Regions from separate parts of the Mus musculus genome. Here regions 2, 3, 4, 5 and 6 are each linked to region 1. Evidence: chromatin contacts called from public Hi-C, capture Hi-C and promoter capture Hi-C data. All regions are on one chromosome and are shown on one strand. The core of a region is the stretch at or near the end of the contact, and the rest is flanking DNA. Distances in the headings are between cores, read along the strand shown. Region 1 holds the start of Mdfic (MyoD family inhibitor domain containing). Region 2 holds the start of Capza2 (capping protein (actin filament) muscle Z-line, alpha 2). Region 3 holds the start of Met (met proto-oncogene). Region 4 holds the start of Cav2 (caveolin 2). Region 5 has its middle 60 kb from the start of Tfec. Region 6 has its middle 20 kb from the start of Gm36669.

What was found. Promoter capture Hi-C pulls out the DNA fragments that hold promoters and counts their contacts. Hi-C and Micro-C count contacts between places; a contact is called where the count stands out from the background. Capture Hi-C pulls out chosen DNA fragments and counts their contacts.
Region 2: a promoter capture Hi-C map of pre-B cells shows a contact between it and region 1. The contact joins the promoter of Capza2 here to the promoter of Mdfic in region 1. A contact is called at or near these places in 4 of 39 promoter capture datasets (the C10 cell line, liver and pre-B cells), 1 of 484 Hi-C or Micro-C datasets (embryonic stem cells), 3 of 115 datasets of contacts at active chromatin or transcription factors (astrocytes, pro-B cells and thymic regulatory T cells) and 1 of 9 other capture datasets (adipose tissue).
Region 3: a capture Hi-C map of embryonic stem cells shows a contact between it and region 1, with 5 times the contacts expected there. The contact joins the promoter of Met here to the promoter of Mdfic in region 1. A contact is called at or near these places in 1 of 39 promoter capture datasets (liver) and 1 of 9 other capture datasets (embryonic stem cells).
Region 4: a contact with region 1 is called in a promoter capture Hi-C map of pre-B cells, with 3 times the contacts expected there. The contact joins the promoter of Cav2 here to the promoter of Mdfic in region 1. A contact is called at or near these places in 2 of 39 promoter capture datasets (liver and pre-B cells).
Region 5: a contact with region 1 is called in a Hi-C map of Sertoli cells, with 2.7 times the contacts expected there. The contact joins the enhancer-like site here to the promoter of Mdfic in region 1. A contact is called at or near these places in 5 of 39 promoter capture datasets (hippocampal neurons, liver, pre-B cells and 1 more), 1 of 484 Hi-C or Micro-C datasets (Sertoli cells), 2 of 115 datasets of contacts at active chromatin or transcription factors (bone marrow-derived dendritic cells and stem cell-derived neural progenitor cells) and 2 of 9 other capture datasets (embryonic stem cells and liver).
Region 6: a contact with region 1 is called in a promoter capture Hi-C map of maxillary cranial neural crest, with 7 times the contacts expected there. The contact joins the enhancer-like site here to the promoter of Mdfic in region 1. A contact is called at or near these places in 7 of 39 promoter capture datasets (cranial neural crest, frontonasal cranial neural crest, hippocampal neurons and 3 more), 2 of 115 datasets of contacts at active chromatin or transcription factors (embryonic limb bud and stem cell-derived neural progenitor cells) and 2 of 9 other capture datasets (embryonic stem cells and pancreatic islet).

What each region holds. Positions count from the first base shown.
Region 1 is chr6:15,718,960-15,723,062 of GRCm38.p6, reverse strand. Mdfic (MyoD family inhibitor domain containing) reads right to left here and starts at 2,402. Exons shown (of 5, transcript NM_175088.5): 1 at 2,100-2,402; 2 at 1,699-1,876. The coding sequence starts at 1,792.
Region 2 is chr6:17,635,289-17,639,391 of GRCm38.p6, reverse strand. It overlaps Capza2 (capping protein (actin filament) muscle Z-line, alpha 2), which reads right to left and starts at 2,382. Exons shown (of 10, transcript NM_007604.3): 1 at 2,232-2,382. The coding sequence starts at 2,270.
Region 3 is chr6:17,462,295-17,466,397 of GRCm38.p6, reverse strand. Met (met proto-oncogene) reads right to left here and starts at 2,441. Exons shown (of 22, transcript NM_008591.2): 1 at 2,150-2,441.
Region 4 is chr6:17,278,860-17,282,962 of GRCm38.p6, reverse strand. It overlaps Cav2 (caveolin 2), which reads right to left and starts at 1,778. Exons shown (of 3, transcript NM_016900.4): 1 at 1,453-1,778; 2 at 881-1,068. The coding sequence starts at 1,602.
Region 5 is chr6:16,956,052-16,960,154 of GRCm38.p6, reverse strand. No RefSeq gene overlaps it. Among named protein-coding and RNA genes, the nearest start is that of Tfec, 60 kb to the right of the region's middle. Within about 2 kb of position 1,869, at least 26 of the 459 cell types and tissues checked have an H3K27ac peak or open chromatin away from gene starts, as enhancers often do. A contact at or near this core is called in Sertoli cells, where this site is marked.
Region 6 is chr6:16,795,461-16,799,563 of GRCm38.p6, reverse strand. No RefSeq gene overlaps it. Among named protein-coding and RNA genes, the nearest start is that of Gm36669, 20 kb to the right of the region's middle. Within about 2 kb of position 1,768, at least 11 of the 459 cell types and tissues checked have an H3K27ac peak or open chromatin away from gene starts, as enhancers often do. A contact at or near this core is called in embryonic limb bud, where this site is marked.

The DNA.
Region 1 (4,103 bases), core at 1,153-3,652:
TATGTTTTGTTTCCCAGCGATAGGGTGAGCAGGTGGGACTATTGGAGGAAGGCAATGTTCAATTGCAAGAGGACATTGGTTTTCCATAGAGAGATATACACGTTGTATGCAGCTAGCGTTAACCTCAGGCCCTTTGAGATGTCTTCCTCCTTGTGCGCAGATCACCTGACACCAAGCAGCTTTGTACACAGGAGGTACCATGACAAGTTCTTCCAGGAGATTTTAACCATCCCTAGCGTTAACACTAGATTTTGTGCGTATTGGCTATTTCCAAATCCAATTTTTTTTTTTTTGGTTTTTTTTTTTTTTTTTTTTTTTTTTTTTTTTGGTTTTTCGAGACAGGGTTTCTCTGTATAGCCCTGGCTGTCCTGGAACTCACTTTGTAGACCAGGCTGGCCTCGAACTCAGAAATCCGCCTGCCTCTGCCTCCCAAGTGCTGGGATTAAAGGCGTGCACAACCACACCCGGCCCAATAGTTTTACCTGGAGTGTTTGCAGTTGATTTTTGGCGTAAGCATTGTTTACCAGGAGTGATTAATGACTGAAGTGGGAGTATAAAGAGCCTATCGACGAGTGGCTATGACTGTGGAGGGTGGGCGGGCATGGCTAATGGCAGGGAGATGACAATGTTGACAATGCAGTGTGTGTAAGACGGGCTGCTTCTGAGAAAACGTGTTTATCAATCTGGTTCTTCTCTACAGCTAATCACTTGGATTCTCTCTGTTTAGGAAAAGAAATGAGTCACTCTTCTAAATCGAAATGATAAACATAACATTTCAATTTACGCTTGGATGTTTTCTGCTACTATCTACTCTGGTTAGAACAGCAACTCCTTTCCTCCCCCCCCTCCCCACCCCCCACCCCCCGAATTAAAAAGAGAAGAAAGAAACTTAAGGCAGTATATATTTGGGTACTGGGAGACAAGATTTTAGACATGCTTAAAATCAAGAGTTTTGGAGAGCTGGAAAGTTATCTGGTGTCTGCCAGTCAGAACTGTCCTCATTGGAATTGTCCTTACTGGAAAAGGGAAGAGAAATGGTGAGAGTCTGGTTCTGCCACCAAAGAGCACCTGAAGTCTATTACCTTCAAAGAATTTTAAAATGTGGTTATGGAAGCTTCCCAGAAGCAAACGATTTTGTTTTCCCTTTGGAAGAACTCAAAAGAGTTAATTCATTCTTGGAACGTGTTTATTCCAAAACAAACGTTATTGAAAACATATGCACGAGCCATTCCAAAAGAAACTGGTCTCAGAAACCTGGATGCTTAACCTGGGGGTCAGAGTACCCCACAAGAACCAGAAAGATGAGGAGAGCCCACGCTAGCTCAGAGAGCAGAGACTGCCCTGCATGAGAAAAGAACATAAGAACTTAAGAGTACTAGACAAGGGTTGGAGACTTCACACCCCTCCTGAGTCCCAGGCCAAGAAGTGCTTAGGCAGAAGGTAGAAGCCATCTAGTCAACCAGTTTCTAGCAAGAAAAGGGAATAGAGGGGCCAGGGATCCCGCCCTCCTATCCGGTTGTTGATCTGGGGCAGTGATCCTCTGGCAGACTTGTTTAAGTAACATAAGTGTGCAAAAGTTCACAATTCCGAAGTTGAAGCCCATCCTCGCAGTTCCCCACTCCCACCACCACCACCACCCATCCCTAAGTGTGCAAGCACGTCCCAGAAACTCGCAACTCGCAAGTACTTGTTACTCACCGTGGGCCGGGGAGCCCAGCCGGCCGCCGCCCGCCTCGACCGGGCACTGCTGCTCCGCGGGCCCGGGAGCGAGGGCTTCACCCGCGCAGGACATGGGCCACGCTCCGAGCCAGAGCCGTCCCCGCGGGGTGCACGGACCCCAGCTGCTTAGGTGCTGGGTGCAGGAAACGGCCTGCCTCTGGCGGGAAAAGCAAAAGGGACAGCAGGATCAACTGTTTTTAGAGCACAGCACGCCGCAATGCCTGGGCCATTCCCTCCCCCTCCGCGTCCCTCCTCCAACTCCACCCCAGGGAAGTTAGGATTTGAAAGCAGCCTGGGGGGACGCTGCGAACGGGACGCGCGCGCTGGGAGGGGACGCGCGGGGACTCGGCGGCAGAGCGACCTAAGGGACCTCCACCTACCTTGGCATCCCCCCCGTGGGCTGTTCCGGGTCCCTTCCTCCCGCCACCGGTAGTCAGCGAGGCTCTGGCCGCGGCCCCATCACGCCCTGGCAGCCTGACCACGTCCCTCCGGCCCCGGGAGTGGCAGCGACAGTGGCAGCCGCCCGCGCTGACTCCGCGCACTCCGTCCCTTCCCTCCGGGCAGCCCCTCTCCTCCGGGAAGGACTTTAGGATCCACTTGTGCGTCTCTTTCACCCTCGCGCTGCCACTCCTACACTCTTCAAACACTTCTCTCTCTGTGGCTCCCTTTCATCATATCCGGATTGGGGTGGCCTCGAACTCTTGGCAGACAGCCCCGAGGTTGGGGGCGGCGCGACCTAGGTTTGGCCCTGAGCTCCCTTGCGAGGGAGCTGTCTGGGTCAGGAGGCCAGAGCTGGACAGGCCAGATGCAGGCTCCCTAGCCCAGGCCCACCAAGGTTAGGGAAAACAGGGAGGGAGCTAACCTTGGCAGCTCAAACATCTTCAACCTTTCTGGGAAAGTCCCCCTCAAACCACTTTCAATCCTGCCCTTCGATAGACTATTAAATAATCTTGAGGAATGCCCCAGGGAAGCGACCTTTGAAAACAGGGAAGGGTGTGTGTGTGTGTGTGTGTGTGTGTGTGTGTGTGTGTGTGTGTGTGTGATGAATGTACATGTGTGTTCAAACACACACACTGACTTTCCTGGTACTATGAAGACATAAATGTGTATTTAAAACCTTGTTCACAGGTCCCAAGTACTTGTCTAATCTCTTCATCTTTTTCTTTTTTATTACTTTACTTCTGTCAGACAGGATTCCTGATCTGGTTAAACCAGTTGCACAGAGCCACCCAGGAGTGCAAGGTGAACATTCTTGAGCACATCTGTCCTACCCCAGGCTGAGTGCCTCTCTGACCGTGTGACGTCTGCGGGAAGCTAAACTGTGCTCAGACGTAAAAGGTTCATTGTCGGTGGCTTTTTAAATGAAATGTTCTGACTGTGGCAGACTCTAAAGGGCCAAGAGCAAGTGTAACGGGCTGTTAAGAACTTTTATACATCTGGTTAATTTTTGTTCTTTGTTTGAGTGAAATGCAGAGTTCAGTGGAGGTGCATATCAAAACTGAAGAAACTTAATGGTTTCTCCTTCTCACTCACCCCCATCATTACTAATAATACATCAGGAATGTTTATCTTCAAAAAGTGACCATTCAAGTTCTTTTCAACTGACGGAAAAGGTCTATTTCTTACCTCTAAAGAAACAAGAACTTGATTTCAACTACTCCGAGAAATCAATCTTCAAAGGTTCTGAAGGCAGGTATTTGGATTCCATAGAAAATGGCATTTTTCTCGGTGACCTATAGCTAATAGATATGGCCCCGTTTTTAAATAAAATTTGTAGATTCATAGATGACATTGTAAAAAGTGCCTTAAGTCTCTTAAGAACGTGTCAAGAGTCTGGACTACATAGAACCTACTGTTGTGATCATAAAAAGAGAAAGAGCTATAAAGATATGTTCTAGCTGGTGGGGTGTGGGGAAGGGGGTGTCTTGGTGGGGCCCATGTCAAGCCATCCCTTCTTCCTGAGGGACCAGTCACAGGACTGTATAGTATAGAATAGAGTTTATTCAGGGCAGGGGGAGGGGAGTTAAGAGAATAGTAGAGGCAGAGAAAGGCAGAGAGAAGGAGAGAGTAGAGAAGTAGAGACCACATGGAGAGAGAGGGGAAAGGAATGGGGGTGGGGGAGCAAGGGAGCAATGAGCAAGAGAGGCAAGAGCACAAGAGAGGGAGGAGGAGACAATCAGCCCCTTTTATAGTGGGTCAGGCCTACCTGGCTAATGCCAGGTAACTGTGGGGGTGGAGTCCAGACAGAATACCAACACCTACCTCTTGGGACCAGGTCAGTTGTGGGGAAGGCTTGTCAGCATTAAAGAACACACAGGAAACTTGTGCTCTACAAAGCACAGCCTTTGCTTACAAGAGTCAGTGAGAAAGTTCTGCAAAGTTCT
Region 2 (4,103 bases), core at 1,133-3,632, 1.9 Mb before region 1:
TTTTTAAAAATAAGCAAATTGAAAACCAATATATAACCCCAGGATAGTCCTATAATCAACTTCAAGGGAACATAATGGCATTAAGTATACAAGCAAACCTTGAATTCTGATAAACTTAGGTTTAAATTTCACCTCTGCCATTTCCCTCCTATATAAGGCCTTTAAAACCTTAATTTACTTACAGGTAAAGGATAATAAAACTATCTACCTCAAACTTAAGTTAAAAAAGAAAATAGAACATTTTTCTTACATGATAAATACATATAAACTACACTATTATACATTGTAGTACCTCCCCTTCTTTAGACCTGCAAAACTGAAATGTAAAAAGTATTTAAAACTTACTCCTGAAAAATCACAAGCAAGGAAATAAAATAGAGAAGCATGATTTAAGAACTGGTCCTAAAATATCACAATTAAATCCATTTCTGATCTATATGGAACACCTTCCTAAAACAGTACAAGTCTACTGGGAAATAAAAGTGACAAAATATTGTTTTCCATTTACTGGTTATTTAAATTTCACTAGAAAGTTTAACCACTGATCTCTTAAATTAGAAAATACTGTTATAAAAATCTGTATGTGAAGTTACTACAGAATATTCCTACCTATGTCACAAAAAGATGCTAAATCTAAGCTTAAAATTCTCATTAATTTGTTTCCAACGTTATGCCAGCAGGTGAACTCATACACTACTCTGTAAAACTCAGCACACTGGGTGTCAAGGAATCTTCTCATTTTATTTTGAAATTTCCGGGCCTTTCCAACAACATGGCAAATCTACATTAATTCCCACCCTAACAATTCTCTTCTCACTATCTTCCAAGCCAATTGAGCTCCTCCTAATAATTATATGAAAGTACACAAAACATGAAAAAAATCGCTTCAAGAACTTTGAATCTGAAACGCTATTTTTCTTGTAATGCGCTGGTATATTTTCAATAAATAGCTTTAAACTATTCAATGCTACAAATGTAAACACTGTACAGCAACTTTTAGCGACTTAGGGTCTAATTCTGTGAATTAAAGTAAGGTATGCTTGTCCCCATTTTGTTAAGTTATCACCATTTCATCCAAGGGCACAAACGAGAAAGCCAGAACACTTCCAAAACCATAAAAGAGGCTGAGTTCTGAACAACCAAAGAGAAAGAGAACACTAATTCTGGTGCAGTATAAAAGGAGAGGGTCCCAACTGAAAATATCCTTAGTGTTTCTCTAACACCCTACTAGAACTGAGTTCTGTTTCCCACATGGGTGTACTTCATTTGGAACTTAAAAACAAGCTAAGATCAGACATTTCCAAAGGGCAGCACACTCATATGTCAGTTAAGTCTAAGTTTGAAAAAAACGTCCCGGTCTTTTCCAGAAAATACTCAAAACGTATGGCGTTCCCCCTCACACTACTTGCCCCTTGGTACGCGGTCTCCTCAGTCGCCAAAGAAAATGGGCAAGAGCCTTAGTTCAATGATCAGATTTCGTATCACAAATGTGAGAACTTGAGTCGTGCATTTGGTCCTAATGCTGTCACAGCATTTAACACACAGTAAAAGGAGTTGCACCCGCTCGCCCTCTTCAGAGTTGGTCCTATCAGGAAGATGGGATGTCACCAAATCTGCCCCAAGAGGGGGAAGCAGCCAAGTTGGGCAGAAAATAACTATGGGAGGGAGGGGTGTCTTTGTGAACAATACTGCCTTCCGGGGAACATGGGAGCAGCAATTAAAAAAAAAAAAAAGGTAATGACAATATTAATAAAAGAAATAGATGGCGGGGGGTGGGGGGGAAGGGGCGGGATGTGGAGACGGCGACCTCCGGAGGGAAGGAAACACCCTGGGGAACCAGGAAGCACTTCGCGTTGGGGAGGAGAAACTGCAGGAAAAAGTGAGGGTCGGCTATGCCGTCTTCCCCGCCCGCCCGCCTCACGGCGAAAGCCCCAGGCCAGGCGGCGCCGCTCCGCCGTCGGCCGCTCCCGAGCCCGGACCCCCAGGGCCGGGTCCCGCCGCCCCCGCTCCCGCCCGCGGCCGCCGGGCTCCGCTTCCTATTTTCGGAGCACACACCCTACAAGGAGCGGAGGGGCCCGGCCTCGGGGAGCCCGGGCAGCACCCCGCTCGGGAAGCGCAGGCGTGCGGCCCACCACCGGAGCCCGCCCGGGGTCAGACTCCGGCCCTCGCGCCTCGGCACTCACCTCTCCCGCCCTCCCGCCCGCCCGGCTCCTCACCGCCGCGGCACCTACCTTCTCCTCATCGGACAACTGCTCCTCCAGATCCGCCATCTTCCTTCTGGCGACAGACCGTGGCGCTGGTGGCAGCAGCGGCCACCTGACTTCCCCCTTTCCGAGCGGTCTTCCGCGCCGCGCGCCCCCGCCAAGGGAGGGGCCCCGCCGCCCAGGCCGCCGCGCACGCGCCCCGGAGCTCCGCCTCCCGGGAGCCGAGCCACTGCGCACACGCCTGGGAGCTCCGCCTCCTCAGCCTAGGCCGCCGCGCACGCGCCCCCGGAGCTCCGCCTCCCTCCCCCTGAGCGCCGGCCTGAGCGCCGCTGTGCGCGTGCGCAGCGCCTCCAAAGTGGGATTGCTATGGTTATCTTCTGTCATCCTGCTCTGTCTGGTGCCTTCTCTAGTCAACGATGACCATATGGACCCGGTTGGCGATGAGTACATTCTGAGCCCATGACTTTGTTCCCACCAAGTCCTGAACGCTGCCAGCTAAAATGTGAAAAGCTGTACCAATTTAAAACATTTTTAAGTATTAGGAAAAATACTGTTTTAATTGAAATAGGCACACACAATCCAGTCCATAATTGAAAGATTACTTTTGATATATTCATTTATTCATCCGAAAAACATTTATTGGTCTTTTATGATAGGAAGACTATTTTGCTAGTTCTTAGGAATAAGAAATGTAGATTTAAAAACCCAAACAAACAAAAATCCCAAAGAAAATGCTCTTAAGCTCACCTCTATTAATTAGACATTGAGTTAGGGAAGGCATTGTACTCCTGGAAAGTAAAAAAAAAAGAAAAAAAAGTTAAGTTAGCCTTGGATCTGTACCCTCATGAACTGGCTGTCCAAACTACTTACAGGTCATCCAGTAGAAATTTCAATTTCATACAACCAATTTTTAAGGTAAATGTCCCATGAAGGATTTAAAGCATTCTAAAACCATTATTTATTATTTTCAAATTTTACTGGATGTCTCCTACTTTTATTTGCTAAATCTGGCAACTCTACTACTGAAGCTTCAAGTTAAAGAAAAGGGGGGGGGGTGGAAGGTTGAAGTCAAAGCTGACACAGGAAGCAGCTGGAAATGTTGATAAAATTGAGTTGCTAGTTCAGCAGGCCTGAGCAAACCAGAGAATCTATATTTCTTACAAGCTCCCAGGAAGGAGGAGTGCTACTCGTCTGAAAACCACACTTTGTTTTTACCAAGGACTAAGAGTTTAGTTAGTAGTTAAGACTTCAATAATTAGAAAGTGAGAAGCTCTTGAGGGCATTTGGACAGTGTCACGACATGAACCGAACATGCTCAGCGGTGTCAATCTGACAGCTGTGTGTAAATGACAGGTAAGAGGACCCTAAAGAGCTCAAATAGCTATCTGGGTCCAAGAACACTATCATTAAGTGACTTACTAAAGTGTTCGTTTGCAGAGAGCAGGAAGAGGAAGCTGACATGTGCGGGAACTGAAAGTGTCCAGTTGAAGACAAACCCGTGGAGACAGCATGCAAGTTAACAAAGAACAGTGTCTGACCAAACCCCTCAGGAGCTACAAGTCAATATCAGTTCCCTCTTTTATAGTTCCTAAATCCTTGCTTTATTTATTGCTCCCTGCCATTGTAAGTGTAAGTATTACTGTTCGTCCAAACCAAAGCTCAGGAATTTATCCAATGCTACATAGCTCGAATACGACTGAATCCTAGGCATTTTGTTCAACATCCCACATTCTTTCCACTGTCAGAACTTTCTCCCTTTCTCCACAGAATAAAACTTAATGGAGGTGCCTTCTCTGGCATGCCAGCAATCCAGTTCACAGCACCTTCTTCAACAGTATCTGGGACTCAGGGTTTCCCCACCAAGGTTGCTCCTATTTACTTAGCATTTTATGTCTTACA
Region 3 (4,103 bases), core at 1,192-3,691, 1.7 Mb before region 1:
TGACCATCCCTAAACCTCATGTTAGTGAAGAAGAAACCAGAAAGCTGTGTGAAATGGGAGTTACAGAGATGAGGAGCAGAGGAGTATAGAGAGGGGATCTGGATGTGTGATTAGTCCTGTGTGACCACGGGTATGACAGCAGATCACTACTCTGTCAGATACTGAGCCCTCAGGACAGTTTCATAATCTTTTTTTCTCAGTGCAAAATAACATGCAACTCTCAATAATATGCACTAGGCACAATGTCCAGTGTCACTGGGGCAGCCACACAGAGCTTCAGCCCCTTCTGTGTTATCCTCTTTGTTCTGAGAAAACCTTTACCTTATTACATAAACTTGTAAGAGAAAAATCAGACTCATCCTATTTTGAACTAATTATTTCCATCAACAGCTTTGTAAATTGACTTTTCAAATATAATTCTAAGTGCAATCCTCATTTTTTTTTTTAAAAAGTTTAAGACAAATATGGGACACTGTTTACATGGTCTTAGAAATCATAAACTGTAGGTATTTGCCTTTTTGAGATAAGCTATAAACACTTTATTTTCCTCTCATTATTGACTTAAAAGGAGTACAAATGTTAGACTTCCGTATCAACTGCCTGTTATTTATACTTTTTAATTTTACAGATAAAGCTTGCCCTCAGATCCACAAAGCCAGTAGTGCATCTCTGGCGTAAGTTCCCTGTTGCCAATGATCAAGAACAAAGCAGTCTCGGGAAAGGCAGTACTTGCCTGATCATCCTCGACATGCCATAAATCCATCTTGCTTACAGCGGAATGTGGCTAAGTTAATAACTATTGACTGAGGCCCTGCTGAGTTTGAAAACTGACCACAAATTTTAAAGCACCTATTGCACTATGTAGGAACACATTTTTGGTACCATCAAATTTCTTATTGAAGTTGTACGTCTCATGTGTGTTATTTATCTGCTCAGAGGAGATAAACAGTGAGTATATCACAACCTGAAATGACAGTGACAAGTCTGCAATGTGTAACAGAACCCACTCCTGCTCCACAGTGGAAATTTACACTTGTGAACAAAGCCGAGGAAGCTTCCAGCTGGAGAGGAAAGCTATATACCTGTAAATAATCCGGGCAACACTAACACTGGGGCATAAAAGCACAATTTATGTCCCAGTAGCAAAGGGAAACACCGTGTACATCGTTTTCAGATCATCTCCATGCAGAGGAAATTCATTAGTCAGCTATAATAGTTGAGCTATAAAGGAAAATAACGTTCTGCTGAATCCATTTGCATGGCAATGTGTGTGTGTGTGGCTGGCTGCTGGAAGCGACAGAATAAACCTCCACCCAATGCTACAAAATGCTGACAGTCTTCCTAAAATTCTGTCTATATTCTATCCAGTTACAGCGTTTACAATCTCCTCATAGTCATGGACCGTTTTAACTTGGCCATTAGAGCCTCCTGATTATTTTGCTTAAGAAAGTTGACAATTTTTCATTCTGCCCCAGAGCTGCTTTGAACAGAAGCCTGTGATAAGGGAAAAGCCACTGGACGAGCATTCATGCGTGAGCCCCTAGAACCCCTGCCAACTGCCAAATTAGCAAATGGCTCTTCTAAACATAAAAAGGTAGGAAATGGGAAACCACAGTTTGGAATAAATTCTGCATTGTACTTTCTTTGGTCTTTTAATAATTACACCGCTACTAGCCAGACTACCTGACCTCTGGTTATAATGTATTTCACCTCCACTGAGTCCCAGGAAAAAAAAAAGATAAAGTGGGATAGAAAATGATGGATCACACCCTCCGTGTGTTTGCCAGGAATAAAAAATTCAGACCATCCCAGAAACACCTGCCCTTGAGAAAGACACCCCCACCCCCTCCTCGCGCGCTCCCTCAAGGCAGATAAAGCAAGACTAGGAACAAGGAAATAGCTGGGCTCAAACCTTGCCGGCTGTATCACCCTGGACAGGGTGACCGATCCCTTCTGTAAGGGCTGAGTCAGATCCCAGAGGTGAAACTTGCAGAGCTACAGCAGCCCTGGAGCACCTAATGCTCTTGGCGCCCCTGAGTCACACAGGTGGCCGTCAACAACACTCCTTCTAAAGCGACAAGCTCAATTCTAGTTTGCACCTCCCCGACCCCATACCTTCAGTTTCCTAAGCCCCCGGGCTCGCACCCACCTCGGTGGTCTTGTCCTCCAGAGCAGTAGCCAGTTCCCTTAGTGGAACAAAGAAAGCAGAGGGGCTGGGAGAGGCTGGGTGCCTGATCGACGCGGCTGGAGTTTGTACCTTGGGGTGCCCGGAGCGCGCGGCGCCGAAGTCAGCCGGCTGGGGACCACCCGCGCGCTCCGCCCTTCTCCAGCGAGTCAGCGGTCGCCCAGCATCTGGCTCCGCACAGGGTCACCCGGGCTCGGACGCTGCGGGCGGCGAGGCCGTCCGGGTCACCTGCGGCCCGGGCCGAACCCCGCCGAGCGCCCTCGGACTGCTCCGCCCCTTCCCACACGCGCCCTGCCCGGCCCGTGACTCAGCCGGGCAACAGCGGCGCCCGGGCGCGTCCGGGCTGGAGGCGAAGAGACCCGGGTACCCGCCCCAGCACGTGTCTGTTCGTCCCTGTCGCTCTAGGTTTGTCCCCAACGGTCCCTCCTGGGGCCCGAGATGGGGACTGGCACCACCCTTGGAGGGTTGGGGGGGGGGGGGTTGGCGTCCCCGCCCTTCCCGCAGCCAGTACGCTTAGCCCGGGGGGTCGCACTTCCTCAAGCCCCGCCCCACCCCCCGCCCTCGGCAAGGTGAAACTTTCTAGGTGGAGAAGTTTCCCTCTCCCCAGCTATGCGCTTTCTCTTCCTCCTCCAGTTCTGGAGTCTGAAGCCAGCGCAGAGGGAGATCAGTGGCCCCGAGTCTCCCCCTCCTGGTGCTCCAAAGTCACCCGCGCAAAGCGCACGCACCCCCTGGCGCACCCCGGAGCTGCAGCCTCTCTCACGCCCGAGGTGGCGGCCCCGCACTCACCCGCGTGGACAGAGATCTAGGCGCCACGGAAACAAGGCGCTCATTGTCACAGACAATGTTGGGAGTGCATGGACGGATTGTCCCAATGATTTCATTTTGCAATCATTATCCCCCTAGTATAATTTCTCAGATTTCTGGAAGAACCCCAGGAGTTTAACCCAGGGGAGGCTTCTGGTTAATTTTCACTTTTTTTTCCTCATAGCTGGACACAGGGTAATTAAATAGACAAATGGACACAAGGCGGTTACATAGACAAATAGCAACTAACAAATCCAACACATAAGTTCAAATCTCGAATATTAAAAGAAATTGAAAAGGATTTACTTAGGAAGATTCGTTTATTAGAATCGTTTCTAAAATTTTGCATTTCCCTACAAGGATACAATAAGGTGAAAGGATCTAAGGAATCCATTGCCTTTTAGAATAGGAGTTCTTTCCAATTGTCAGAAGAGCTGATTCGATAATGGACATAGAGGTATGTATAGAAGTAACTTTGAGAGTCATTCAAGCCACAGCCACTATACAGGTGCAGGGGACACGTCTTACACACAGAGCAAAGACAAGGAAGGTCTCATACATTTCTTATAACTGCGCTATGTATGTGTTCAGTACATTACCAGACACTAGACAGAGCTATTTCAGTCCCAAGAGCAGTTTACCTCACCACTCCTCAGTTTGATGGAAAAGGAAAGTTCCTATTACAGTTTTGGAGGCCTGCACGGAATCATTTTGCAGATGAATAAAACAGCCCGTACGAATTCCTAGGAAGCTCACACAGCTGGTATTAAGAAAGCCAGGGTTAGAACCCAGTTCTCAAATCTCCTTCAAGGGTCTATACTATGTCCAGGGGTTCCAGCCAAGCAAACTTGATTCAAGCGGGTCCTTCCAAATATCACGCTATTCATGAAGGTTGTGGCTCATTCTGAAACTCTGGTGTTACTGGTTACAAGGCCCCTGGCCTTTAAAAAGCCATCTTGATTAGCTTGAAAGTTTATAACATCTTTCAATAGAAGGTGAATAGATGGATTTTACACACACACACACACACACACACACACACACACACACACACACACACACCGTAGTTGTCTAAATGAATGATTAGCGTGCTGTTTCTATTTCCTGGTTTCCA
Region 4 (4,103 bases), core at 529-3,028, 1.6 Mb before region 1:
ACCTTGAGGTACCAGCGTGAAAACTATTGTGACATTGGGGATGATTCTTTGAATGAAGTGGGTAACCTTTAACACAAAAAACATTTCTTGGAGGAGTGGGCTAGTTCCCTTAAGACAAGTTTGAGTGCTTAAAAAAGCTTATGATGCATCTTGAACGTGAATAACTTTACAGACATCCCAACATTCGATTGGTTTCCATATTTCTTTTTCTTGTAACTAGATGGCATTTGTGTGTGTGTGTGTGCTTCATAAGTGAAACAATAATGTAATGGCCTATCCCCTTGTTTCATAGCTTAACATTTTATTTGTTCGTGGTAGATGTTCAACCCAATCATTGTAAACACTCCTGTCTCCCCTGGGTTCATGGCTGCCATTTACCAATAGCAAGACTTGAGTGGCTCAGTTCATAGCACTGTTTTACTAAAGTCTGCCCTTCTCCAAGGGTCAGAATGTAAGCGCTGTTTTCTCTGAGATCAACGTTTGTTTTGCCCAAGCACAGATGGTGACTGAATAAAAGTCAATGAAAGGAGGAAAGGACCTGCCCAGAACCACAGGCACGAGTCACAACAGGCCCTGGAGAGAGCAGCCTATGACAGGAAGTGGCCTTCCAGCCCCCACCTCCACACTCAGCTCAGCCTTCTGCATGGAAGGAAAAATCACACCCAGGAAAGAGGCCCTTGCTTCCTTCTGTTTAAACTCTCAGCCGGGACTATTATTCTAAAGAAAGCACACTGCCCTTCAAGATTTCTCAGGTCTTGTTACCCTTGGGAACTAATGTAAGCGTTTTCTCTGCAAATGGGCCCTGGGAAATAGGAAGAGCAGAGAGCAGGTGGCAAAAACTTCTGTAAGCTTCAGAATCAACCCATGTGTCCCCTCTCACCAGATGTGCAGACAGCTGAGGGTAGCAAACAGGATACCCGCAATGAAGGCCAAGGGGATGGCCAGAAATACGGTCAGGAACTTGTACATCACATATTTGCTGATTTCAAAGAGAGCATGGCTGCAGATCCACACTTTGTCAAAGGAGTGTGTAGTCTCAGGCTCTGCAATCAGATCCTCGAAGCCTAGCTGCAGAGACAAGATGCAAGGACTCATGACGTCATCCAACCTGTCGGGGATAGGGTCGGGGTGGGGAGGGAACGAAGTTGGTGGGGGTGGGGGGTGTGGTGGCAGAAGCACTCTAAGAAGGGGAAGTCCGAAGGAAAGGCGACCTGGCTAGAGTATCTTCAGCTTTTCTTAGAGTGACACTGGGCACACAGGAGTTGGACACTGTGTGGCTGTTCAGGGAGCCTGAAGGCTGTGGGACCAGGGCAGAGTGCCAATGGAACCAGCATTAGCAATGGGACCAACCCCCACTGTTGGGGAGAAGGTCAAGAGTCATCCTCCTGCAGCATACAAGGGACCCTTAGCAGCCTCCAGCCTAGATGAGTGATAGCCCAGCCTGAAACTCACCTTGAGATGAGAGTTGAGCTGGTGAGGATCCCGGTCGTGACTCGAGTCAACATACTTCTCAGGATCTGCGTAGTCAACGCCACTGTGGTGGCTGTAGGCGTCATCGGCCATGAAGAGCTGCACATCGGCCTTCTCGGTCTCCAGCCCCATCGTGGCTGGCGTTGCAAGAGTGGCTCGGTCGTTCGGTCCCTAGGCAGCCCTGCCTCCCCTTCCCGTGGCGCTCAGCCCCGCCCCGCCTGGCTTCGCCCTGCCTAGCCTCGGGCTGCCCGGGCGGCGGCCGCTTCCCGCTGCCGGTTCCCGCTCCCAGCCTTGGCTGGCCGAACCCCGCCCCGCCCCGCCGGGCCTGCGGGGAGGGAGGGCACCTCTCCAGTTGTTTGCCAAAGCCCCAAGGAGCCCGGGGAACCGGCTCGATGAGTCATCTCCTGGCTTGGTGAAGCCGGGCAAAGCAGACCTCCCGGGCCACTTGGCTTGCAGTCCGAACAGGGATGCTTAAAGGCAGACAGATTGGTCAGGGAGGTGTGTGTACTGGAAGAAGGTCTGGAGGTGCTAGGGGGCAAGCATTAGGGAAGTCTACATGCATCTACTGGTTGGATTAGAGTTGTGGCACCTGCTCCTCAGAGCTATCCTGAGAGAATGAGATGTTAATTCCTAACTTTTACTTGGTCCCCAACTCACAGCAAGCATTGTAGCTGAATCGTGAGGCTAAGGCGTACCTTGTTGATAGATAATGGACTGCAGCAGCCCTTTCGTTTTGTTTTTGTTTCCCCAGAGTTGGTTATGTAAGTTGTTATAGGAGTTTGTTGCCATCATACCCCAAGGATAGGTCTGCTCTTCTGCCTCCAAACTACAACTAACTTTGGATTTTCCCTTAAATCAGGATTTTGTTCAAAGACTGCAGGAACTAATGCCGTGCAGACAGGTCTGTAATGCCATCGTAGGAGCAGCATAAACAAGCATATAACTACATCATGGTACATGGATAAGCCCGCTGACCATTCTCTCAAGAGCTTCAGTAGGGAGGAGTTGGCATAAAGAGTTTGCCATCTGGTAACCTAAAACTTTGCCTGCGCGAAATAGGAACTTGGTGAGTATAGATATGGAATGATGCTTTCAGTTTGCCCAGACCCCAAACTATAGTACCAAAGAATGGGCATTGCTCTGGACAGCCGGCTTTAGAGCCTGCTGCACAAATCAAATCCCTTGTAGGAAATGGATTTGAAGGTTTCTTTGGAAAAGGAAAGGCTATTTGGGGAGTAATACAAGTTACAAAACAACCAACTAAACAACCTGGGAACTGATCGGAGAACATATTTGGAAGGCAAAACTCTAAATGTCATAGTTGAATAGGGAGTGTATCTTCTTCCACTGCAGTGTGTGGGTCATCATGTCAGTAATGCAGAATGGCGCAGGGTTGAATCCCACGTCCTGGAGGCTTCTTCTCTCGCCCCCTCACCGAGTCCCGTTACTCAAGCTTCCCCCTCCCCCTGATTATACTTTTCCTTCCTGGTTTTATTTAAATCCTTTTTAATTCGAAGGGGTGGTATAGGCCTTACACTCACTGTTTTCTCAGCACTTCACCATCCTGCATTCATTCGGACTTTCTGAGAATCAGATAGGGTCTAGATGCTACGCCCGATGGCAGGAGTTTGAAGGGGAGGCCTTCATGTTGATTTCCAGGGTTTGGAAGAGACAGTTTAGATCCATTTAATCTTTTTGTAAAGCTTACATTTCCTCAAAGTTGTAAGGTCTTTCTCAAGAAGAAGAAAAAGCATGGCTGCAGTCAGGGTGGTGGCCAGACATCTAACCCTGGGGCTTCATCCCTTCCAAGTCTTCCAGATACCTTCACATTTCCATTGTCCTCCTTAGGACAATTGAAAGACCTATTGCAAATAACTGCTGAGTTTTCAAGCAGTGGAGACAGGCCATGGAGAGGTAAAACTGCCATGTCTTTTATTGGGCAGTTACAGTTAAAGATTCATTTGTAAAATTATAGGTATTTATAAAAGTTGTCTCTGAAGCCCATGATAAAAATAGAACCTGACTAGAGTTGGCGTATGCCATGAAGAATTCAATAGAGAAAGACTCACATACTGACTTACTGAATATATCCCTCTACCATGGGTTGGGACTTGATGACACTCTTATTTTTAATAACATGCTTGCCCGGTTCACTATTTTAATTCAAGTTTTTTTTTAAGCCTTTCTATAAAATGATTTTGTTTATCTTCTTAGAATATTCTTATACTATGGCAGCTACCATTATTTTGAAGGGGATTAAAACAGCATGATTCTACACAGCAAAGATGGTCTTATTCATGCTAAACTGATAGATTTTCTAAGAAAGAGAAAAATTAAAGAAGATGTTGCAGCCAAATGGCCGAGTCCACACTAGAACTTCCAGTGTGCGGGATTATCCTCCAATGAGCCTCAAAAGCAATTCAATTATAAGGAAGGAGACGTTAAATTTCATATAAAATCAATGCTGGTGCTGTCTTTTTCTAGCTATTATCATGTATCTTGCCTTCTAATAAGAGTTTTAGGTGTCATATTAAAATTATGGTGGAGTACAACTTGATCATAAATTAGTATTTGTGAGTAGGATTTCGTTCCTTCATTTTCTCATTACACTGTAACAAAGATCTTTTTTGGCT
Region 5 (4,103 bases), core at 620-3,119, 1.2 Mb before region 1:
TTTATTTTATTTTATTTTATTTTATTGTGTCAGTGTATGTGGATATTTGTTACATTTTGATTGATATCTGTTGTTGACTCCACTAATTCTTTATTGATGAAAAACCAAGGACTACCTGAATCTTAGTTATTTCTAGTTTATAATAATTAAACAGGTTTATAATAATCCCTATAAAAGACCCTTGACCCAGAGAGTCAACTGTCAAGCAAAGATAGTTGAGGAAAAGGAGAATGGTATTATTTTCTTTCCCAATACTTCCTTACTATTAACTCTCTACCACATGCAAGATGGCTGGTTGCTTGGTGGGTTATTGTTTTTAATGAACAGATTTTAAAAATCCCCACTTCTTCTTTAGCTTCCCTTTGAATTTTCTGGAGTTTAGATCTGAGATACTGATATTCTGCAAGTTTTTTGAGGTGTCCACTCCGACTCTTCTGTCCTCTGTGTCAGCAGCAGCTTTTGCAGATTCAGTTGTTAGCAAGAAAGCACATCTCCCATTTTCTGTCTTTGCATTGCCCTTGGTTTTCAGTGTCCTCCCCCACCGTGGTGGGTGAGGGGAAGACTTGCTCATTCTCTGTTCTGCTCTACTGAGCTTTGTAGACTTTCTTCTACTTCCCACACCTATTGAACTCATGTTTCCCAGGAATTCATTCTCATGTCAATTTATTTCCCATCTAGTTTTTCAAAGTATTGGAAAATATCTAATGTATTTCACTGAGGATCCTGCTGTTGTCTGTGGTTTCCTAGCTAAAAGAAATAAATTTATCTTGGCATACTCACTCAAAATGGATGTTGCATGAAAAGGGATCTTGTCTGTCCTATTTATAGGGGTGGCCCTGGTGAATTGAAGCCAAAGGGAGGGCATAAAATATTTAATTAACAAATGGTTCTCCTGACTATTCTAATAATGAGATTCTCTGTTTTGACCTTTCACACTATTCCAGGTAAGCTGGTGCATTCTCATGGCTTAAACAAAAATGCTCTGAGCTTACAAATAGTTTTTCTAGGTGCAAATTCCATGGAATCCAAAGTAGCAATGTGGTCTGTATTCAGTAATTTGCTTCCCTCAAGTTATACCTACTGTTTCCCTCCGGGCTGCCCTTCAGAAACACATTCTTAGCCATGTTCTTTGGGCAAACCTTGAAACTGACATCCTTCTTTCTTCTTCTCTTTCCCAGTGTAATAGAATATTCCATAGCTTCTGCAAATTGTTTTCACTTCTGTCTAGCTTTCTCTAGGGGTGCTGCCACCTGCCCCATCTAGGTCATCATCATTGTGAAGCACAGGTATTACCATAGTGCTTCACATTAATGCCCTTGTTTCCAGTTTCGTGCCTATTCAATCTGTCACTACCACATGTGCCCAGAGACAAATCACCAAGTAAATGTGACATGACTGTGGCGCCCTTCTCCCAAGTGAACAAACACTGCATTAGGAGTTCTCCAATGTCCGTTCATTTCCATGTCCTTAAGTTGATTGGAACAGGGTCCTGAATCCTTAATCTCTTACATTTCTTGATATGAGTACTGGGAAGAGTGAGTAAATTACAAGACTGCTCCTTAGGCAATTTCTTCCACATTATACTTCTCTCAGCTGGATAATAGCTGTGGTCCACATAGGAAAATTTGAGATAGTCTTCACAAGTACACTGTATGCTGTTTTTTTTTCCATATTAAAAATTAAGCATGGATTGCGAAAAATTTCTTAAACAGAGGAGAATGGGGTAGGGTTAATATGATAAAAATGAAAGAAATAGCTTCCCAGTGTCCCTTAAGATTAAAAGTCCACACCAACAGAGAACAAGCAGCCAAGCCTAAAGTTTTCCTTAAGAATCATCTTTGGCTGGGCTCCAGAGCCTGAGCAGTGCTCAGTGGAATCACAGTTCTCAGACATTACGGAATGCTGCAGTTATTTTGTCTAGAGAACTTTCAAAGCAGTTATTACATGTATCTTCTTATGCTCAAAGACATACATCAATAATATCCTTGAGCATTTTCTAATTCTGATAGTTGGCTTAACTCTTTTCGAAAGTGAGCTAAAATACATTCATTATTGTCTCTCCCCCTTCTCCTGCAATCAGAACTATTTTTAAAAAATAACCCTCTTTTGGTGATTGTTGTGATCAAAAACACCCTGTTTCTCCAACCAAATACTTCCTAGTAGCATAAAGGGCTACCATGTGGTAAAGAGTCAGGCAGGCGTGTGATGGAGCAGCAAACAGTTTAAACACAAAAAGAAAAAAAATAACCTAATCCAGGACATGAATAAATAGAGACAGTAAAATAGATGTTAAACATATTAAAAAATTGTTACTTTCTGATTCTACCTTTATCTTCTTGTCTTCCCTTGCAGTGGGGGCAGGTTGCCTTCTCTTTCTTCACCGTTATTAACTTTTCCCCTTTTATCAGAAAAAGGATCTTGCCTTCTTTGATTCTCTTATTGATATTTTAAAAGGACATTTTTCTCCTCTCTTGCTGTCTATCTCAGGCAAGTCCCCTCTCAATTGTCCTTTGTCATTCATTGTCAGTCTTTGTGCTCATCCTCTTATCCTAACCTAGAGTTTTTCCCTTTCATTTCTCTCTGTTTTTACTGGGGTGGCGATGGTGCTTATGGTTTGTGGAAAGAGGAGGCACTGGTGTCGAGAGTCTCAGGTCAGTTTTAGTCATTAAGGAAACTGCAGTCATGTTCATGACAAGGGATTGCTGCATGTGTGGAGAAGACAAGGCTTCTTTGTTTCAATAAATTGCACTCTTATTTAAATACATTGTAACACAGAACTTCTAAATAGCTGATAACTGGGGCATCCTGACTCCGGCTTTCTTCACTGATGGAGGCTGAGCAGAGACAGCTGCTTCAGTACTCCCACCTGGCTTTCCCACACATGCTGCAGGCTCCTTGTGCTTCCTTCCATTCTGTGTTTTCTGTGCCCATCTGCTTGTATAGTGTGTGCTCACCATAACACGTTTTCAGACCCTTGCCATAGGGCAGAAGTGCCAGGCAATTATTTGTTGAGATAGATAGTCCACATAATACTCTAAGTGACATCTGTTCGTAGGAAATCCCTCCCTCGTGGCAGGAGTGTCATCCTGGCAGCTCTTAGGAATATCAAAATTGACACACAAGGACAATTGCCTGTTTCATCTTACCCTGAATTCTCACTCCAAAAGCATCCAATACCAGATGCTTTAGAGGGCCATGTAACCCCCTGACTCACTCTCCTGCTCTCTCTATACCTATAGTAATTGGCAATACGGTACTGTGGGGAAAAATTTTCCCTGACCCCAGCTGGTTACCAAATTACGCCCTAAAGCATGAACAGTGACATACTTTATATTAAATTATAGTTAAGATGGCAAAAAGAAAATGTTTTCCATAATAGCATGCTTACTAGATTGTTTAACCTAAATAATAGCTCAAATAGTAAATTCCACAAATTATGTTTAATAAAACACTGTTAGCTGAAATTATGATAGTCACACATCTTATTTCTTTTAGAGTTATGATCTTTGTGCTTGGCAATTTGTTTTCTTTTGAAGTATTATAAATAAATGAGAAGACAAATAATCTAGAGTCTAAAATTATTCTAAGGACTGAAGTTTTGCATGAAGGTATGAGTAGTAAAACATATTAAATGGTCCTCAGAAAAAAGGAATTTGTTGAGTCTAACAATTTGATATTAAGAAGGCGTGAAGAATTTGAAGCTATAATTTATATGGGTGAATAAAAATTCCAATATGTCTATCTATTTTGTATAAGTTCACAACTAACTCATTTTTTTCATAGCAGTTACAAAGACATTGGTAATCTCTCCAATGATTCTACCAGGAAACTATATGAAATAAAGATTTCAAAAGAACTTAGAATGGTATAATTATGAAAGGCTTATAACATTAAGTAAGAACCAAGTGATCAAGTGTAAGTAAGATCTATAGCTCATTTGGTAGAATGCTTGTCTATCAGGTTTAAAGCTCTGGATTTGAGCCCCAGACCATATTAACCAGGCATAGTGGCTCATGCTTCCATTCCCCGTGCAGGGGAGAAAAATGTAAGAGGATCAAATAGTTCAAGATCATTTTCAACTATTGTGATGGTTTGTATATGCT
Region 6 (4,103 bases), core at 519-3,018, 1.1 Mb before region 1:
CAACAACTGAGTCAAAGCCACGGGACTTTTGTTAGATTTTGCATGTTTGTGAGTGTATTCTCAATCTTTTGCTCCTTTGCTGATTCTTGGTTGTTAAAACAGCAATGAGACTAAGAAATCCATGGAGCGGTGTGGAATGACAAATTTTAAACTGACTTGTTACCAGCCATAAGAGTAAAGCACAAAGATGAAATCTTCAAAGTACAAAGAAAATATAGAGATAATGTACATTCTTATTGATATATATTCACACTGTTGCTGTGCTGTGCTGTGCTGATGGAAAGTTATATATGTGTTCAGATTCTCTTGTGAGTTTTCTTCTTAGTTTTCTCACTGTCATTTGCTTGGGAAGGTACAAATGTCATAGGTATAGGTGATAAGGATGAGAGTCAGGCATTTGCTGAGCCCTCCCCCATCTTTTTTCCTGTATGTGGGTTGAGGACCTCAAGTCTCGAGCATCCCAGTATTGCAACTGGATAGCTAGTGTATCAGTCTCTGGAGAAACAGAATTGACTCCTCTTTCTAGCAAACACTGGAGTGTACAACAGACCAGAACATTTGTAAAGCTTCCCCAAGGTATACTGTGCTGATTGCATCCTCCATCATCATGGTAAAGAAGCCAGAGTTGGTATGGTAAGCAACTACAGCCATTTTCTCTCAGAGCAGCGACCAAATCCAGCGCTGCCTTAACACTGAAACTCTGGCTCCCTGGCTCCTTTCTCCTGTTCTCCTAGTCTGCAAAGCTTTCTTAACCCACATGGTTTTGGATTTCGTTGTCCTGCTAAGCTAATACTCATTTAAGTTAGGAGTTAGAATACTCCTCGGTAAACACTGCAGAATTCTCTGCAGTTTAGTGCTGTATTTCTAGCCTGACGACATATCATAATTTACTATTTATCATCAATGTTGTTTAAAGGAATCTTAAAAGATGTCTACAATTAAAGTATATGTATGGGAAGATGAACTAAAAGCAGCCACATGACAAACAAAGGGAACCAATCTCGGAAATGCATTAGTCAAATGGACTACTCTGCAATCCAGAGACAAGCCTTTTTTTAACCTGTACTCAGATACCTTTGTAGTCTAGCACCCAGGACGTTTTGAGATTTTATTTTTTCCTAAAAGTGACTCTGGCTGGATGGCTAGTGTATTCTATTATTGAATTTATTATTATGAAAATCTGAAAAACCCCCTAATCCCTCCTCAGCATCAGTGAAATACTTTGATGTTGTTCTATGTAAAATGATTACCTACAATTCAAACCTAACACACACACACACACACACACACACACACACACACACACACACACACACAGAGAGAGAGAGAGAGAGAGAGAGAGAGAGAGAGAGAGAGAGAATCCCTCTGGTTTCTGAACAATTCTTCCAGTGTTTGGCCACCCCTTTGTAAGATGTCTTAGACACCTAGTATTTGTTTTTCACAATTGGATGTCTAAGAAGTAAGTTGGGCATCTCTAAAGGACTTTTCCAGCCTTACTCAGAAAAGCATCAATGGCTTGAACACATCGCATGTGCTAATCATTAAGGAGGCATTTGGCTGGCTGCCTTTTGGACACTACCTTAAATACCATGTGCAAGTTCTGTTTCTCAGACGAAGCATAAACAATAAAACGGGCGGCCAAGACACTTGCATGGTTTCCCACTAGAGGTCTCTCTCGTAACAGCTTTCCTTTTGTTGGACTCATTAATTATTTTACTCAAAGGAACAATTCCACCTTTTAGACTAGAATGCTGCACTTAACATGTTATGCTAGAGAAAGGGAGACCGCCGCCTTCGCCTCGCCTCCTCCTTGACGAGTACATATTAAGGTGACTGAATGAATCATTTTGGGTGTTTTATTACACAATGACTACACTTAAGGAATGAAGTTTGAACTTTCACCTGTGTTTCCAAAAGTTTCATAATCTGACCGGTTATAACAGTTTGCCAAAATAAGTGTTCCTCCTGAACTAGCACTAAATGCCAGGGCTTTGCAATCTTCTAATAATACCCAAGATATGGTGTCACCTTAGATCACGTAATTGCAAGGCTGAACTACTTAATGTTCTTTTCTTTTACTTTTAGGGGTGAGAAAGAGAGCATTCTCCCATTTGTATGAGAATATTCAGATTTCTTCTTTTCTGTTTCTGATCTATTCCTTGCACAGACAATAAACGATTAACTTCAAGATACTCCATATACTATGATGGAACTCTTTTGGTTTTTGTATATGCCATTTGATGGAAGTACTAATTAGAAACTTCACTTTTAATCAGAAAAAAAAATCCTGTAACATTAACTCATTCTCAGAGACCAATCTGTTCCCATTAATTTACAACAGAAGGAATTTAAAAAGAAAGCAAGCACTGAAAAATGGCACGGAGCGTGTTAGTACAGAATGACACACTCTGACATCTGTCACAAAGCTACTTAAGTATTCAGATAACCCAGACTGCTCAGATTTCCGAGGCCAGAGGTAGAAAGATGGAACCGTGTATTCAAGAGGAGAAAACCAGCCGGAAGATGTGAAATACAAGAGAGCAAAGGAGTGTCTCGCAAATAGCTTTAGTGTTCGACTGGAGGTAGAGTCTGCCTGCGCTGAGCAGAGAGTGATGCTGTGTGATGAAAAAGGCGGAGAGTCAGCAGAGAGGACATTTGACAAGCTGCAAAATGTACCACAACCTGGCTAGGAGAGCACGAACCTGTCAGACAACCATTTTGAAAACCGGAAATGGTGTTATAGTGGGAGCAGAAAATACAATGCATTATTTACATTCCTTAAGTTCTATTTGGCTAACCCAAGAGTTCACACAATATCTCTTCTAAGGGCGGTAAATTATTAGGCAATTAAGTACACATTTCTATCAATACCTCTTTAGCCTACCACTTAGTCATCGTACTAAATCTGCAAAGACAATCACTTCAACTCTTTGGAGGTTGGTTGCTGACTAAAAATCCTTCTGATATCAGAGCGGGATTGGTTGGATATTTATGAATCCACGAGATTAAAAGGTACTCATATTTTGTTTCCCAAAATTTTGTTTTCTCCTCTGTTCTTGGTAGACTCCCAGTGGTATCCCAGGCTGACTGAGGTGATTGGTGTTTATGGCATTTCAGTGGATAGAGGAGTCCTGGGATAATCACACTCATGGAAGTTTAGTTCAGGAAAATGTTGGTTTGTTATTTTCATTTTAAAGTCAGGAGTCAATACAGTAAAATGAATATTGTCTGCATTCTGCGTGTTGGGAGAAAAGACCCAGCTACTTAATTATGAACCAAACAAGCATGCAAAAGACATTAGTTTGGTAGAATCATAGCACACAGACGCTACAGAAATACACAGTACAGAAGGCTGAAGGGCATGCTAGGAGCATTTTATGAATGAACATTTTATTTATTTATTTATTCATACAGAAAATTAGCTCCTTTTAGTGAAATGTAAAACATATGAAATCTTCTGGAATGACAGGCTTTCGGGAAAGGTATTATATTCAGGAGGGTTTTTAATCTCTCTGTGAACATACTGCCCTTAAAAGAGGACATTTATTTCATGATTTCTTGAAAAACTTATGAGATGGTATGCACTGTAGTTATTTTTGTTTAGTGAAGAGTATTCTAGTTGAGAAAAGGAGAGGTTAACCTGATGGATCATCCTATGTGAACTGACCAAAAAAAAAAAAAAAAAAAAATCCATCAAATTGTAGCAAGCTCCTCCCTTCCCTGCCAAGGCAGTTGTTGCCGAGGTTAGCGTACAGCCAAACCTGTACATTTCAAAGCTGAACTTTAATTGAAGGACAGAAAAATGATACTGTCATTAAAACAAGCAAGCTGAAAGCTTCCAAAGGAGACGAAGGGTAATAGAGCTAAGCTGGCCTTTTTCTTTGAATGTAAGCAGTGCAGTGGCTTCCTGCAATCTCTTTCTGCTTATATCCACACGCAGGGTAGCTCATGCTAACAGTCTCATGTGTTTATGTAGTTGATTCTATTTAGACCAAATCTGGCATTCTCATGTCATACACAGCTCTTAGGAAAAAAAAGAAGTGCAGCACTATTTGACCTTTAAAAGGATGCATTCCACCTTCTGTCTCAGTAATCGTTTGGAT